2 separate regions of the Triticum aestivum genome follow, and region 1 is linked to region 2. Evidence: chromatin contacts called from public Hi-C data. All regions are on one chromosome and are shown on one strand. Each heading gives the region's core, a stretch centred on a gene start, on an enhancer-like site or on the middle of the called end of the contact. The rest is flanking DNA. Distances are from core to core; before and after follow the strand shown.

Region 1 (7,190 bases), core at 481-2,980, 440 kb before region 2:
TCAGGCCCAGCCATATCTGAGTAGGTCTTCTTAAAGAACTCGTAGAACCCAAACTTGCAAGCCCCCTGAGCACTGTAACCAAGCAAGGTAGGCACCCATCCCCTGAAGAATCCCCTAGCTCCTTGCTCCTTTAACAGAACACCAAATCCAGATGAGATGCTCTTGTATTTCGCCGGGTCAATCTGGAACAATTGATAGGAATGTATTAGGTCCAAAATACTTACTTGAAACCTATCGACACTTCACAAGTTGCAGCTTAAAATGTCCATAGAGTCCTAATACCTCAAACAGTAATCACAAATCATAATGTCCATATGAATCTTAACAACCTCAAACAGTAATCACAAATCAGAGTAGATGGTACTTCAATTACAATGCTAGCTGGAATATATGAAATTAAAAAGAAACGAATCAACGGTCTTCAATACAAGATGGATAAGCATTAAGATTGATCAACAATACTGAAAAAAAAAAACATTAGATGATCAATTTGCTGAACTTTAGTCAGATGTGACTTGTTTAGGCAGCTGAACACAAATTGATAATGGCCTGCTGCCCTACAGTTGGGACTGAATTTCCATGACTGAGCGGTTCACTCTAAAGGAACAACATTACACACTGGGGCAGTTTCCTTCACCTGAGTCACCTCACTCTAGAAACATAAAGCATGAAGTACAGGTAAAGTGATCACAGGTTAGTAACATCTCATTCACGCATAGACTTGAAATTAACTCACGCCTGAATGGCATAAGAGCTAACACTAGCACAGACCTGATTTTATACTGATCTTAGTAAAAGCCTAAGAATTGCACATTCATCACCATAATTTGTACTACTACAATACTGTACCAAGTAAAAGCCTAAGAATTACATATTCATCAACATAATTTGTACCACTCCGATGAGAAAAGCACATAATAGACTTGACATTAACTGGGCTAATCTGTGCTTAGCAAGCAATGAAATGCATCTACTGGAACTGCGGTCCACTCAACTGCAAGCGTGTACTAGTAGTCACCAGTTCCTAACAAAGCACGGCAAGCACATCTGCGCCAACATAAAGCATACGGGAGAACAGAACAAGACATAAATCCTTGCCAGCACCAAACTACACGGTCGGAGACACGGAAACTGGCCAGATTCATGCATCCAGATCGCGAAATGCCTGCCTAGATGACGGAGATCGAAATCCGCATCCGCATCGAACCTACCGACCAGATCTACGCCGAATCCTTCGAGAACTGAACCCGAGACGCGCGTGGGAGCACAGATCTAGGCCCTCACCTGCATGTTGCACTTGACGAGGTCGAGCGGGGTGACGGCCATGTGGGTGAGCCCGCAGCTGGCGATCCCCCCGGCGGTGCAGGCGGCGTAGAAGGCGGGAGAGTACATCTCTATCTTCTCGTTGGGCGCGCGGATCGAGAAGGGCCTGCCGCCCCCGACCCCGCCAGCGCCGACGAGGCCAGCAGCCGGGGCCGCGGCGGGCGAGGCGGGCGCCTGGTAGGGCGACGGGGAGGAGGGGAAGCGCGGGGAGGCGGCGGCGGCGAAGGAGCGCGGGGAGTAGAGGAAGCTGGGGAGGAGCGAGTCGCGGGAGAGGTCGGAGAGCGCCATCGCCGCCGGGCCGGGAGATCCGGGCGCGGATTCGCGGGGGGCTGCGGCGCTGGCGATGCTTTCCGAGCTCTCCTCTCCCTTGGCGTGGCGATGTTCGCGTGGATTTGACGGGGGTGCGGCGAGGCCCGAATATATGGAGGCGCTGCGCGTCCCCAACTTGTTGATTATTATTAGGGTATTGGTGGTGGGCTCGCTGGCTGCGGGGCCCGGCGGCAGTGTCCAGTGTGGTTGGTTGGTGCCTGGCATCTGGGGCGTGGATGGTACGCGTTCTTTTCTTCTTCTTTTTTTCATTTTTCAAAGAGGAAACAATGGGAAGTGAAGAAAGCTTTGGGTGTTTTTGGTCTGGCCGGAGTCGTTGCTGCTTTCCCGGAAAAAGAGTCGTGGCCGCTTTCTGGGGTCGTAAATGTGGAATTACGCCTTGCTAATCGCGGCGCGGGTCGCCGTCGCGGAATATGCAGCTGAATATTCCGAGGGGGAGGGGCGCGGCATTGTTCCGCCCGCCCGCCCGCCCGCACATGTGGTCGCGGAGGGGGACGAGCCGCCGGAGTGGATGGGCCCCTGCGTGGGCCGTGTGGCCATGTCCAGCGTCCACGGCGAGCTTGTTCTCCCGTGTCGGTGCACCTTATTTGCGGTCTCTCCTTCAAGGCCGGCACATGCAGAGGTACTGTAGATGGGAGTATTATTAATTTACTTCCAGAAAAGCACAAGTCAAATGAAAGCAACTTCCAGCGAAAGGGGGAGAGCGTTGCTTGTCTGTTGGGGCAACGGTTTGTTGCCGGCCGCCTGGCCCCGGGATGAAACCACCTCAAGCCGGGGCCAAGGGCTGCTTCAACAAACGCAGAGCGCGAGATGGTGTTTCGGCCGTCTCAAGACGTGGTTTTATTTTCAATGACTTTATTATGTTGCAAGATAGATGAGCTTTTGTGTAGGCACCATCTAGTTAACGGTCCGAAAGGCATGCTCGTTAATTCCCCCAGTAGTATCTGGAATATCTTCGCATGACAACCGTCTGACATCTCTAGTGTCTCGCCGAGCACTCCCTTGTAACATTAGAAAAAGAGTCTGTCCATTTTTTTTCACCCGCAAAAAAAAAGAAAAAGAGTCTGTCCGGTCAGGCGATTCATTGAACTGTACTGCAGGGCTATGGGGGGCAGAAATACTTCATGCAAAATGTTTCACACCCTAACTGGTTTGCCAACCACGTCATGGTGCCGAAGACGAACAAGACTCGGCGCGTGTGTGTTGACTACATCGACATTAACAAGGTGTGCCCCCAAGGACCTATCCCCCTGCACGGACCCAGGTGATTGATTCAACTGCAGGGTGTCAGCTTCTATCGTTTATGGATGCCTACTCGAGCTATCACCATATACGATTGAAGGAGTTCCACCAGTAGGCGACTTTCTTCGTCACACCATACATACGCTTATGCTATGTCACAACGCCCTTCGGGCCTCAAGAACGCTGGCGCCACCTACCAGCTGACAATTCATACAAGGTCACCTAGTTCAGTCTTAAGTCAAACTGTTTTTAGTTCAACCAAGTTTGTAGAGAAAAAAATTATCAACATATACAATATCCTATTAATAACCTTACGAAGACATATTTCATGATTGATATCATGATATTCCTTTCGTATACTAATTTTTTTCTGCAAACTTGGTCAAACATAAAAGAATTTTGACTTGATACACTATGAAGTGGATTTTTATACAGTGATGGACGGAATATCAAACAAGAGCCAAATGGCTAGGCGTAGTTTATTACCATCATGGTGACAGATTCAAGTAGGCCTTTGCTAATGTTGTTACATGAAACCTGCTAATCTTAGTTCCATACAGTTGGATGTTATCGAAGCCATTTGTCATTTTGACCTAAGAAGCTAAGCACACATGCTACATCCACAAGTATGTGGTAAGAAACATTGGCATTCATCTAGAAGATCAAGGGAGTGGAAATGAAACCTTGTCTTGTCTTCGATGAATGTGAAATTCAAAGATTTCGTTTCATTGTAGCAGAAAACCTGACCTTGGATTTGAGCAAGTTCTTAGAAATTAGTACCGTCGCCACCCTTTCTTTTGGATTTTTGTATTGACTTTCGGAATCATAATTTACTTTCTCGTATTCTTTTTTTGTGTAAATATCCACCAGCATTTGTACTATATTTTGGCAAAACTAAAACATGATTAAATTATTTCCGTCATAGTTAAGCCATTACATTTCAATCATAGTTAACAACATGGTCTTAACTTGTGGCTTGGTGATTCTAGGTAAAAGGTTGATGCAAATCTGATGGCATTGGCGATTTACCATATATATAGGATGAAAACTAAATTCAAGGAATCTACTATTCATAGGTTATTCTTGTTATTACTCAAAAGATAGAGACATCACAAAATGTGCTAACATATGTAATGATGCTATAATACGATGTAGAAGGGTCGTCGTAGCAGTTTGTCTACCATCATTAGAGGGTGAAGCTTCGAGGTGGAATCGTTCTCTGGATAATCATTATGTCATAAATTGGGAAGAACTAAGTGGTGAATTTCGTATGAAGTTTTATTTTGTCCATCAAATACATGTTGATATAAATTACATATGTTACTTTTGGCCATGGATCTAGATTTGGGGAGACTAGCGACGCTCTTTCTCAAATTCCCCAATCATGAGCTTTTTGATAAAACTATTGCTTCTAACTTTTGTGCAAGCCTTCCCGCTCTTGGCGGGGAAAGACTTCATATCTCTTCTAAAGGGTGCTTTAATAATAAAATTGTTGAAGAAGCTTGTGATCTTATTATTCGTTCATTCCAATAGAGAAACATGGAAAATGGATAAAGTTAACAAAGGAGGTAGAAATTTTGAGTATGAATGCATTAAGATTTTTTTTTCTGAAACTGATGTATTGATTCTGAAGAACTTGTTAATCTTTTTGAATCCTTTGCTTCTCATATAAATATTACTAAGACTAGCTTGGAGAAATGTCATGAACCATTTAAAGATGTCTCTAGGGAAAGAAATAATATTGATAAAGAAATCTATGTTAGCACTGTCAAAATAGTGGAACCTATTGAATATGTTGAGACCATGTTTCCCATGAAAATGAGAGAGCATATGTTCACTTCCACTGTTAAGAGTAAACGGGGGAATAATTGCAACACTCCTTATGAGCAAATAAAGCACAACATAATGTAGCTAAGACTGAAGAATTAATGTTGCTCTCTCGTAAGAGTGGTTGGTTACCTGTAAGTGCATCTAGTGCCCCTTAGTGATTTTGATGTATTGAAGACTTATAGGTTAAGGGACTAATGCGTTTGTGAGTGTACACAGGTCTATAAGTCTATGAGGAGCTTGATATTTATAGAGAAAGTCAACCCCTAAAAATGAATGTCTTCAACTAAAGACTTTGGATTTCTGAAGACTTTGAAGATGAAGAAATTGGTGTGACCGTGAAGACTTGGTATTCATGCGAGAAACATGAAGCGTGAAGACTTTTGTTTTTGTAGTTTCATTTTCTCTTTCTTGAGTCATAGGAAACACTGTACTGTTAAAGGGGGTCGAGGAAAAACTGAGGAAAAGTTTCCAAGTGATGCTCAACTCAAAATCCTACACCTACCAATCCCTTCGAGTGAATCCATTGAAAATCTCATATAGTTCAGTCAATTTCTTCAGTGACAGAGACAAAGTTCTTCTGGTCTCTGAGGAATTTGTTTTGACTGAGGAGTTAGAAATTCGCCAGTGCGGATCACCTACAAGTGAGGAACATGATAGCCCTAAGGAATTTGAGCCTCAAATTTCCGCCCATTGTTGTGCTACGAGCCAGCTGTCCTAAAATATCTACCCAGCTAACGGTCATATCATTGAAGGGCATTTATATCTTATCATGTCGGGCTGTTCCCTAGGCTATAAATAGCCGCCCCCTACAACCACTAGTTGGTTGGCTGCTCCGAGAGAAACTGGCACTTGTCATTGAGAGCATCCCATCCTCCAAGGACTTTGAGCGAAAATCATCAAGTGAGGAAAACCCAAACCCAAACACCTACAAACCCGAAATGATTGAGCATCACTGAAGAGATTGATCATGTGTGGATCTGACGCTTGTTACCTTTGAAGACTGTGCATCTTCCAGACGGTTAGGCATCATGGTCTAGAGTATCCAAGAGGAAATTGTGGATCGCCGAGCGACCGAGTTTGTGAATGTTTGGAAGTCACCTAAAGACTTACCACAAGTGATTGGGCGAGATCTGTGTGACCTTAGCTCAAGGAGAATACGGTGAGGACTATGTGCCTAGGACTATGTGTCCTCAGATTTAAATACCTAGCCGCTCCAACCAGACGTACAACTGTCACAACAGTTGGAACTGGTCTACCAAATCACTGTCTTCACCGAGCTAACTGGTTCTATTTCCTCAACCCTTTCATTTCCTCATTACCATGTTGTGTGCTTGTTCATATCTGTTTGAAGACTTTGACTGAAGACTTTCTCAATTTCCTCAGTTCAATTTCTCCAGTCTGTTTCTCTTCATCCTGTTTTATCCTGTGCTTATGCTTTCTGTACTCTGTGTCTATTTTCATTTCATCATGATGTCCATGCTTATGTTATGTCATTTATGCATCTGGGTACTAATTCCGTTGCAAGTAGTTATTCGCTTACGAATTTACTCACCCTGAAATTCCTCAATGAAGAATTCATAAAAATCGACTATTCACCCCCCTTTAGTCGACTTAACGCACTTTCAATTGGTATCAGAGCAAGGTACTCCCTTGTTCTGTGTGATTTTGGTTTAACCGCCTGGAGTTTTAGTTATGTCGACCGCGGGAATGAAGACTGTGTCATGCCCCATCTTTGACGGTCACGATTATCCCAAATGGAAGGCCATGATGAAGAAGTGACTCATGGCGATGAACAGCAAGCTGTGGACCGTCACTGAGATTGGTATTACCGATCTATGCAAGATGGCGGAGGCTGATGACATTCGCAAGTACACTCTTCTCAACCTCACGGCGAAGGACATCATCTGCTCCTGTCCGTCTCAAAATCAGTTCAGGAACATTATGCATCTCAGCCATGCGAAGCTTATCTGGGATCGACTCTCTGAGGTCTATGAAGGTCATAGAACTGATCGTGATCCTTGGTTTGAGGATTTTATGGTATCACGCAAGGCGATGACTTTCCAGTCAGAATCTTCATCCTCTGCACCGTATCTTATGGCAAAAGGTGCCATGGTAATTGAATGCTACCCGTCTGAGTCTAGTGATGATGAATCTGGCAATGAATTTGGACCTAGCTACACCAAACTTGCTTCCCTTGCCACCAAACAACAAAGAGCTTTGGAAAAGGTTCAAAACATGCTAGACAAAAGTGATGATATGTTGGGTGAAGAAATGGATCTCACCAAAACTTTGACTGAAAATCTTTAGAGACTACAGTCTAAGTTGGACAACCTTCAAGGTCATCATAACACTCTCTTATCTGATCATGAGAAGCTTTCTTATGAATTTCTTCAAAGAAAGCAAGATCTTAAGAAGTTAAGAATGAGTTATGAAGATCTTCAGAAGGAGCGTGATTCATTACTTGCTCA
Region 2 (7,475 bases), core at 802-3,301:
GCAACCCTGCCGTTTGTTTTCTCGCTCACCTCCCTCATCTCCGCTTCCCTGCATGGACAGACCAAGGCAGTCACTGGCTGTACCGCCAACTTAAAAGTCTTGCACTTTTTTCACGTCACAAGCGCTTTCAGGACAAGTGTTAGCCATTTTCTAGCAGACAGCAGTCATACACCAAAAGCTTTAGAAAGTTAAAAGCCTCAGTTCAAGCAACAAACGATATTGCCTGAAACTTATGTCAAGTGTGGAAGACTTGCCTTGCTTTGAGGTATACCATGTTCTGATGAATCGACTGTACAGCCACTTCAAGCTTCCTAAGCTCTAGTTCTACGCCCTACAAAAATATTCATATTGCACACAATTAGAGACATGAGCAATACATGAAACTGGACCCCAGCGAGACCTGACTGATCGGTGGTTTGGCAATTCATAGCCTCACCTCTATTTTTTCCTTCTTAGCGATAGCATCCCAATCCTTTGTTGCAATTCCAGTCTTCCAATCAAGATTTACAGATACGCCTGATCCTTTCTCTGCACTATCTATCCAGAAGCAGGCAAGGAAGTTTCCAGCTTCCGAGGTTGTGAATGCAAATTGACCAACTGTAATGTTTCCACTTTCATGTAAGGTGTACCCATATGGTGAAGTAACCTGCAGAAAGCACAAGCATTTACAGAACTGTAACAAAGGAGAGTGCAAATCAAGCAAATTCTTAAGCTCACGCGGTTGGACTATAGGACTAATTCTTCCACTATTATACTGCAAATTGTCTTGATGAGTAAAAAAAAAAGCTGGCCAAGTTCTTAATGATAAGAAGCTAACATTTATTCATCAGCTGCAGGACTAAGTACTGTTCAACATGTAGCACAAATCAAAGTAAATTTTCCAATCACAGCAGAAAATATGGGTAAAACATCTGATCATGCTTCTAGATAGTTTTCAGTTATAGTGACAAACAATGGGCCATGGATGCAATATATCTGATCACGAAATAAACAATCTCTTCACATAACTAAAGCTATAAGATTCGACATATACGTCCATATAAAGTAGCATCAAATGTGTCTACTTGTTTGCAAGCTTGCACATTAAGTCTGCCCTTTATTTAATTTGCTCTGTCATTCCTTTTGCAACGATGCATTCTTATTAGTCACCTTTTTTACGCCTCACACCCATGAGATCTTATAAATAAAGAAGTCGGTAGAAAAGCAAATTCAGAATCCTGTGAGCCGAATCAGCCGGTTTATATATATGCTGCGGCGAGTGATGTCCTGGAAGGAAACCACCATGGCTTTAGACAGAAGGAATCACCGAATCAACATGGTTCAATTAACCAGAGAAATCTAGTGATCTCATCGGACCGAGCACCACAGCGTCATCGACTTAAAGAGCCGAGCAAATCTTGTTAAAAAATAGCAGCCAGATATTCTAGAACCATCATTCATTCTACTGTCGTCATATCGCACAATGAAAAACATATCTGAATAGACTGAACCATATGAGCACTGCGACATCATTCACACTAGCTCCGGTTCCAATCAACCGTAAATCTGCGTGCCGCGGCAGCCGCAGGCCGCAGCAAAACCAGGACCTCTATACCGCTGCTCCCCCCGACACACAAATCTAGTACCGCGTGATCAACTTGATTCGTCCAGATTATCGATCCGAGATAAATGAAAGCAATCCATCGCGCAGTGGAATCTATCTATCTGTATGGAGCACGAGGCGGGTAGGCAGCGATGGATTACCTTGACGGCGATGGTGGGGTGGGCGGAGGGGTGGGACTCGTACATGAGGGCGTAGTCGGCGAGCACCACCACGTTGGCCTGGATCTCCTCCGACACGCACTTGGTCCCGGTCTGCGGCATGTCGAGCCACACGGCCTCCGCGCAGATGGACGCGGCGGCGAGCAGCAGGGCCGCCGCGAGGGCTAGCGCCGCCGGCGCGGGCATCGCCGCCGATCTGGGAATCTCCGCCTCGCGGTGTCGGGCTCGGGGCTTTGGGGAGGGGGAGGGAGCTGCAGTCGTGTGGGGTGGGCGATGACGTGGGTGGGAGGCTCAGTCCTGGCGGCCGTGCTACGGGGGATAAGCTAGGGGCATATCTGGAATTCTTTACTTCGGTTTTTTTTTTGAGCAAATTCTTTACTTCGGCTGAGGGTGCACGTTTTTTTTAGGGGCGGCTGAAGGTGCAGGTGAAGTAGTCTGGTTGTGTGATGGGCTGATGGCTCTGCCTCTATGGTAAGTGGGCCTGGGGACAGGGAGTTTTAGCTCCCAAGCTCAGTAAACATTAAATTTTCCCCTAAAAAGCAAAAATTAAATTTTAATAATAAAAAAATACTGAAAAGTCATTTTGCCAAACAGAATTGAGTGTCCTGCATTCATATACATTTAGGTGAAAAAATGACATTCGTGGTGCTGTGTAAAAAAAAATATGTGCTCCGAAAAGGTTATTTGTTAAGTTTTTTGGGGCACCATTTGTTTCTCCGAGTGTTATGAATGTCAGTTCATCACATTTTTTTTGCATGTATGTACAACACTTGAACATGTTTGTTGTAAAAAAAACCAGTTTTTTTGTTGCTATTTCTTTTAAATTTGTTGTTCATCCATCGCTTATGACTCAAGCTGGTGACGCGGATGGTGCAGCCATCAAAGCAACATTTTTTTTGCTGCCGTTGTAGCCAAATATACCATTCTTTTTTTTGCCAGGGTGACAACCCTGAAGTTAGTTGGAAACAAACATACCGTCTGACCATGAAGATATTATTCACATACCTAATTCATACTAAATTTTCTTTAAAAAAATATTTATCCATGTGTATTTAAATATGTATTAAAAAATTATAGACTATAGACACATGTCTTAGGGGTTCCATGTCTTAGTAGCATGGAAGCATTTAGGAGACAGGAGCACCTCGTATTTTCTCCATTTCAGTATCTCTATTCCGGACTGGGATGGTGATTAGTCAACAAAGATATAAACCCTCTGTCTCATAATATGAAAGCGTTAGTGTAAAAAATGCTCTTATATTACGGAACAGAGGGAGTATTTTTTATCCCCGCAACCTCATTCATCTTTTTTTTAATGAATCAAAGAGGTTGTAAGCTAGAAAAACTAAACCCGTATACAACACCGGTGCTAACACATGTGGCTCAAGGAAAAAAGTTGTTTCTTTATGACACTGGTTTGCGCAGGTGCTTTGGAAGGGGTATCAGAAGCAAAGTTTAGCTTCCTAATGCTTAGGGGAGATAACCGTTATCCTGATTTCACGGGTGCTACAATCAATCGCTATTAAGCACCCATGCGAAGCACTCTTTTTAGAGGAAAATGGCTTTTGTCCCGGACCCGCTTCCATTTCATCGAAATAAAACCATACAGATATGTGAAGCACTCTGCGTTGTAGACAAACTTTATTTTTTGATGTAATAACATTCTCTCTTCAAGCACCGGTGCATAAGCATCCAACACTATACACGGCCTAAGTGTGCTGCTCACTTTGGCTAACACTTGTCATTGCCCATTGGTGACACTTTTTTCCTTCGACTGTATAGTACTCCCTCAATATCGTGTTAAAAAACATATTATATTTTCATACGGAGGGAGTACTTTTCCATTGATTGAAAACCCTCGGAGAAAATGATCACATAAACAAAGAAATTATACGGTATGAAATAGCAAAAAAGCTGACTAGTTCGATTCTAAAAAAACTGATAATAGATATTTTATTCTGCAAGAGATATTGAGATATTCAATATGTGAATCAGATTGGATTTTGACACTGACGGCTTACGTTGGTTGACATGGGAGCGTTTGCCGAAAGCTCTCTGCAGTCTGACGCATGAGCTGATCCGCGAAAAGGAAACGTAACAGAATCCTCGAGACGTCAGAGTGCCGAACGAAGCATATATGCGAACCTCGTCACTCGAAGCTAATACCAGAAGTAAGTTTCACGCGTAACGTCGACGCGAACAGAAGCTTCAGCTTGAATCTGTCGGACAGTCCCGGCTACATGCATGCCAGAATCAGTTCGGCGTTCTGATCCATCTCCCGCTCGATCTCTCCAAGAAACCATGTCGATCCATCGATCGATCGACCAAGGAGGTCCTGAATATCTCTTCACTCACGCACGAGGAAGATAGGGAGGTACTGTGCTACCGTGAGTGTGACACAAAGAAGATGAAGAACTAACTTGGCCTGCTTGCCGGCGGCTCCGACGATCCGGGCATATATGGTGGTTACTTTTGATTGATTGGTTTACTCTCTCTTTTTGCGGGAGTGATTGATTGATCAGATTTGCTAGAACTCATCTAAATGAGATTTAATTTGGTCTCATTCATCTTTTATAGCCATTGGATGTGGTGCTATAAAATGCGTGTGTGCTGACGTGGGTTGTATCCGTTCTTATTTTCCAGGTGAATGAGACTAAATTACGTCTCATCTAGATGAGTTCTAGGTACTCCCTTGATTGATGTACCCGGACGAGACGTCTGGGATTCGCTTCTATTCGACCGCTTTCGGTGTCAGTCACGCGTGTGTGCGACTGTGCGTGTACGCGCAACACTGCCCTTCGTTGTCATGGATGAGCCACTCTCCAAGTTGCTAGTAGAATTCTGAGGTTGGGTTCGGTTGACTTTTGTTTTCGAGAGTAGAATACACCACTACTCCCTCTCGTTTCATAATATAAAATTATTTTTTAAACAGCCTTTCGCCCTGCTGTATTAATAGAGCAACCATCCGATACATCTGCAAGACCATTGCTGAGGCAAACACCACAATCAAGCTCAAAAAAAAACCCAAGAGAAACAAATGCCGGCAGTGTAGAATTGATGTAAGTGACGATTTCCTGTAACTGTTGCGGCCTCCGAAGGATTCTCACCACGCTCCTATGCCTCTGAATTGCTGTGTGCCAAGCAACACATTCAAGAAGGACTGTGGCAACATCGACGCTGTTGCCCGAACGGATCCTAGGATTTCTCCCGGTACACGGGGGAGTGGGGGAAGGGGTACACCCGACGCCCTTCAAGAAGGGAGGCGACGCCCACTGGCGTCATCGCGCCGGTGCCAACAAGATCCAACAGGGATTTCTCCGACCCCCACACGGCCACAACCCCGAACCAACCATCGGCTCCACCATACTTGCCGCCCACCAGTGTGTGCCAACACAGTCTTAAAGTCCTCGTCGACGTCTCACCATGGCAAACGCTGCGATGTCGGCCGGACCTAGACGAAACACCCGTAGACGGGGGACGACAGTACCGTAGCCACGTGGGAGGGAACAACCTCCACCGGCTCAAGCGGTAGTAGACCGGACATATCAATAGGAGCACACCAGGCCAACAACCTAGCCGGGCCCAGATTGGGCCCGTGAAGCTCCCGCCGCCGCACTGCAGCAAATGCGTCACTGTCGCCATCGCCCCCATTGCGAGTCGCTCGTCAGTCCAACAGGAGGCGACACGCCGAAGCCCATATCAGCCTATCCTGATCCAGATCGCACCCAAAAGGGCCCAGATCTGGGTCTACAAAGGAGTGCCCGCTAGGTCTCGCACGAAACCGCCACCGCCGCTAAGTGGCTGCGCCTTCACCTCGCCACCACCCTGGCCTTTGCCTGAACGCCGGAGACCGAGCTACACCACCACCAGGTCACGCCATCCCAGGCTGAGCACCCGCGATGGGAATGAAGCCAGGGCGCCCGCCAATGCCGCACCTTGGAAGCCCTCCACGTGACCACCGGAGCCAGGGGCCATCGCCGCCAGCCACCAGTGACGTGCCACCGTGCCCTTTGCCAGCACCGTGCCGCCGTTCGCGGAGCCCGTCCCGTGCCTAGCCCCGACGAACGCGGAGGAGAAACCGCCCCGCCGCCACCGCCAGCAGGGCTTCACCCGCCAGTGCGCTCCGGCGGCGGCGAGGGAAGGGGGGAGGGGAGGAGGCTGAGACTGGCGACGACTAGGGTTAGCTCCCCATCGCTCGCGGGAGCGACATGGGGTGCGGGGGTTGGTGTGTCCAGGTTGTTTGCAATATAAGAGCGTTTTGACAATATACTCTCTCCATCCCATAATATAAGGGCATTATTGTAAAAAACGCTCTTATATTATGGGACGGACGGAGTAGTAATTGACAGGAGTGTAGTTCTTTTTTTCAGGGACAACGAGGGCAATTTCACCTCTTCTTTTTAACCATCCATGTTTCGTTGACACTCTCTATTTCTAAGATTGCATAAGATCAATACACGCTCTGGTTGGCCACTAGTATGGATCTGATCCATGGCATGGAGCAAAAAGATGCAATATTTTCTTCATACTTGGTTTCATGAGCACGAGAATTTCAAGTCATACTGTGACGAACTCGTACGCAATCATGAGGCAAAGTCACTCAACCATCAATGATATACCATCCAAGAGGTCGTGAGCAAGTATTGTGGCCATTTGAAACAACCACTTGGTCGGAGGCCAAGTGGTGCGCAAATCATCGAGTAAATAAGTTGTTATATATGTTGGTCATTTGGCCGGATATGTAACTTGTTGACAATGTTTTTCTTTATAGCCCTCCCGTGCGTGCAATGTGTTCTTGAAGGTGGAGAAGAGGAACTTCATCCTCATGCATTGTTGGTTGAAGTTGAGAGGGGAACCCAAGTGAAATTAATACATTGTCAATTACATCAAGAACGCCGGCTTCAACACCGAGGAAGCAGCGGGTGATACAACCAACCAACAAAAAAGATGCCCAAGAAGGTTACAAAAGGGTTCCGGAGAAAGAAGTGAGACGAGGAGAAGAAGAAGCGTGAAGGGGTTGTGACCAAGATAACGATGATATTAGAGGACATCTTGGCAAAGAAGGAGGAGTCATGTGTCAAGTGCTCCGACATCAAGAAAGAAAAAAAAGTATAAGAAGTTTAACATCTTGATGGCGGCGAACGATAAGAAGCTTAAGCTCAAATAGAAGCAGATCATGGTAGGCCTAGATGCATGCATGCATGACGTTCTCTGTTAAAGCCCATCTCTATTCATTCCATATGTCGACACAAGCATCGATCAATGAAGAAAGTCTAAACTAATTAACGAGATACGTGGTTGGAGTCCTCGGAAGTCTCACACAAGGGACATGTCCTATCACTGAGGCCATTCTGCTTTAAAACATCTCAACTCCCGAGGGAATGTGGCCACGGACCAATTGCCATAAAAAATAATCCAAATCTTCACAAGCAATTTCATCTCCCACAAGAGATTTAGTTCCTATGGCCCTGGGGTGGCCATAATGGCTTTATAAAGGGATCTGGCCGAGAACCGGCCATTGGGCTCAAGGTGCTAGGATGTAGAGTCCTACTCTAGGGAGGGTGAATGTAGGGCCACACATTCAAGCAACTCCTCCCGTTGGTCCAGCTCAGGGAGGCCAAATATGCGTCTAAAGGCAAGGTTTCTGCGCTGTTCGCTTCCTCTGGAGTTGCCTTCGGGAGCCGTTGGTGCCAGGTGGTTCCACGACAATCTCC

What was found. Hi-C and Micro-C count contacts between places; a contact is called where the count stands out from the background.
Region 1: a contact with region 2 is called in a Hi-C map of leaf, with 6 times the contacts expected there. The contact joins the promoter of LOC123128568 here to the promoter of LOC123128562 in region 2. A contact is called at or near these places in 2 of 5 Hi-C or Micro-C datasets (both in leaf).

The regions. Positions count from the first base shown.
Region 1 is chr6A:566,162,090-566,169,279 of IWGSC CS RefSeq v2.1, reverse strand. LOC123128568 (mitochondrial phosphate carrier protein 3, mitochondrial) reads right to left here and starts at 1,730. Exons shown (of 6, transcript XM_044548605.1): 1 at 1,285-1,730; 2 at 1-182. The coding sequence starts at 1,611.
Region 2 is chr6A:565,723,531-565,731,005 of IWGSC CS RefSeq v2.1, reverse strand. LOC123128562 (transmembrane emp24 domain-containing protein p24delta3) reads right to left here and starts at 2,051. Exons shown (of 4, transcript XM_044548598.1): 1 at 1,744-2,051; 2 at 437-646; 3 at 255-331; 4 at 1-48. The coding sequence starts at 1,947.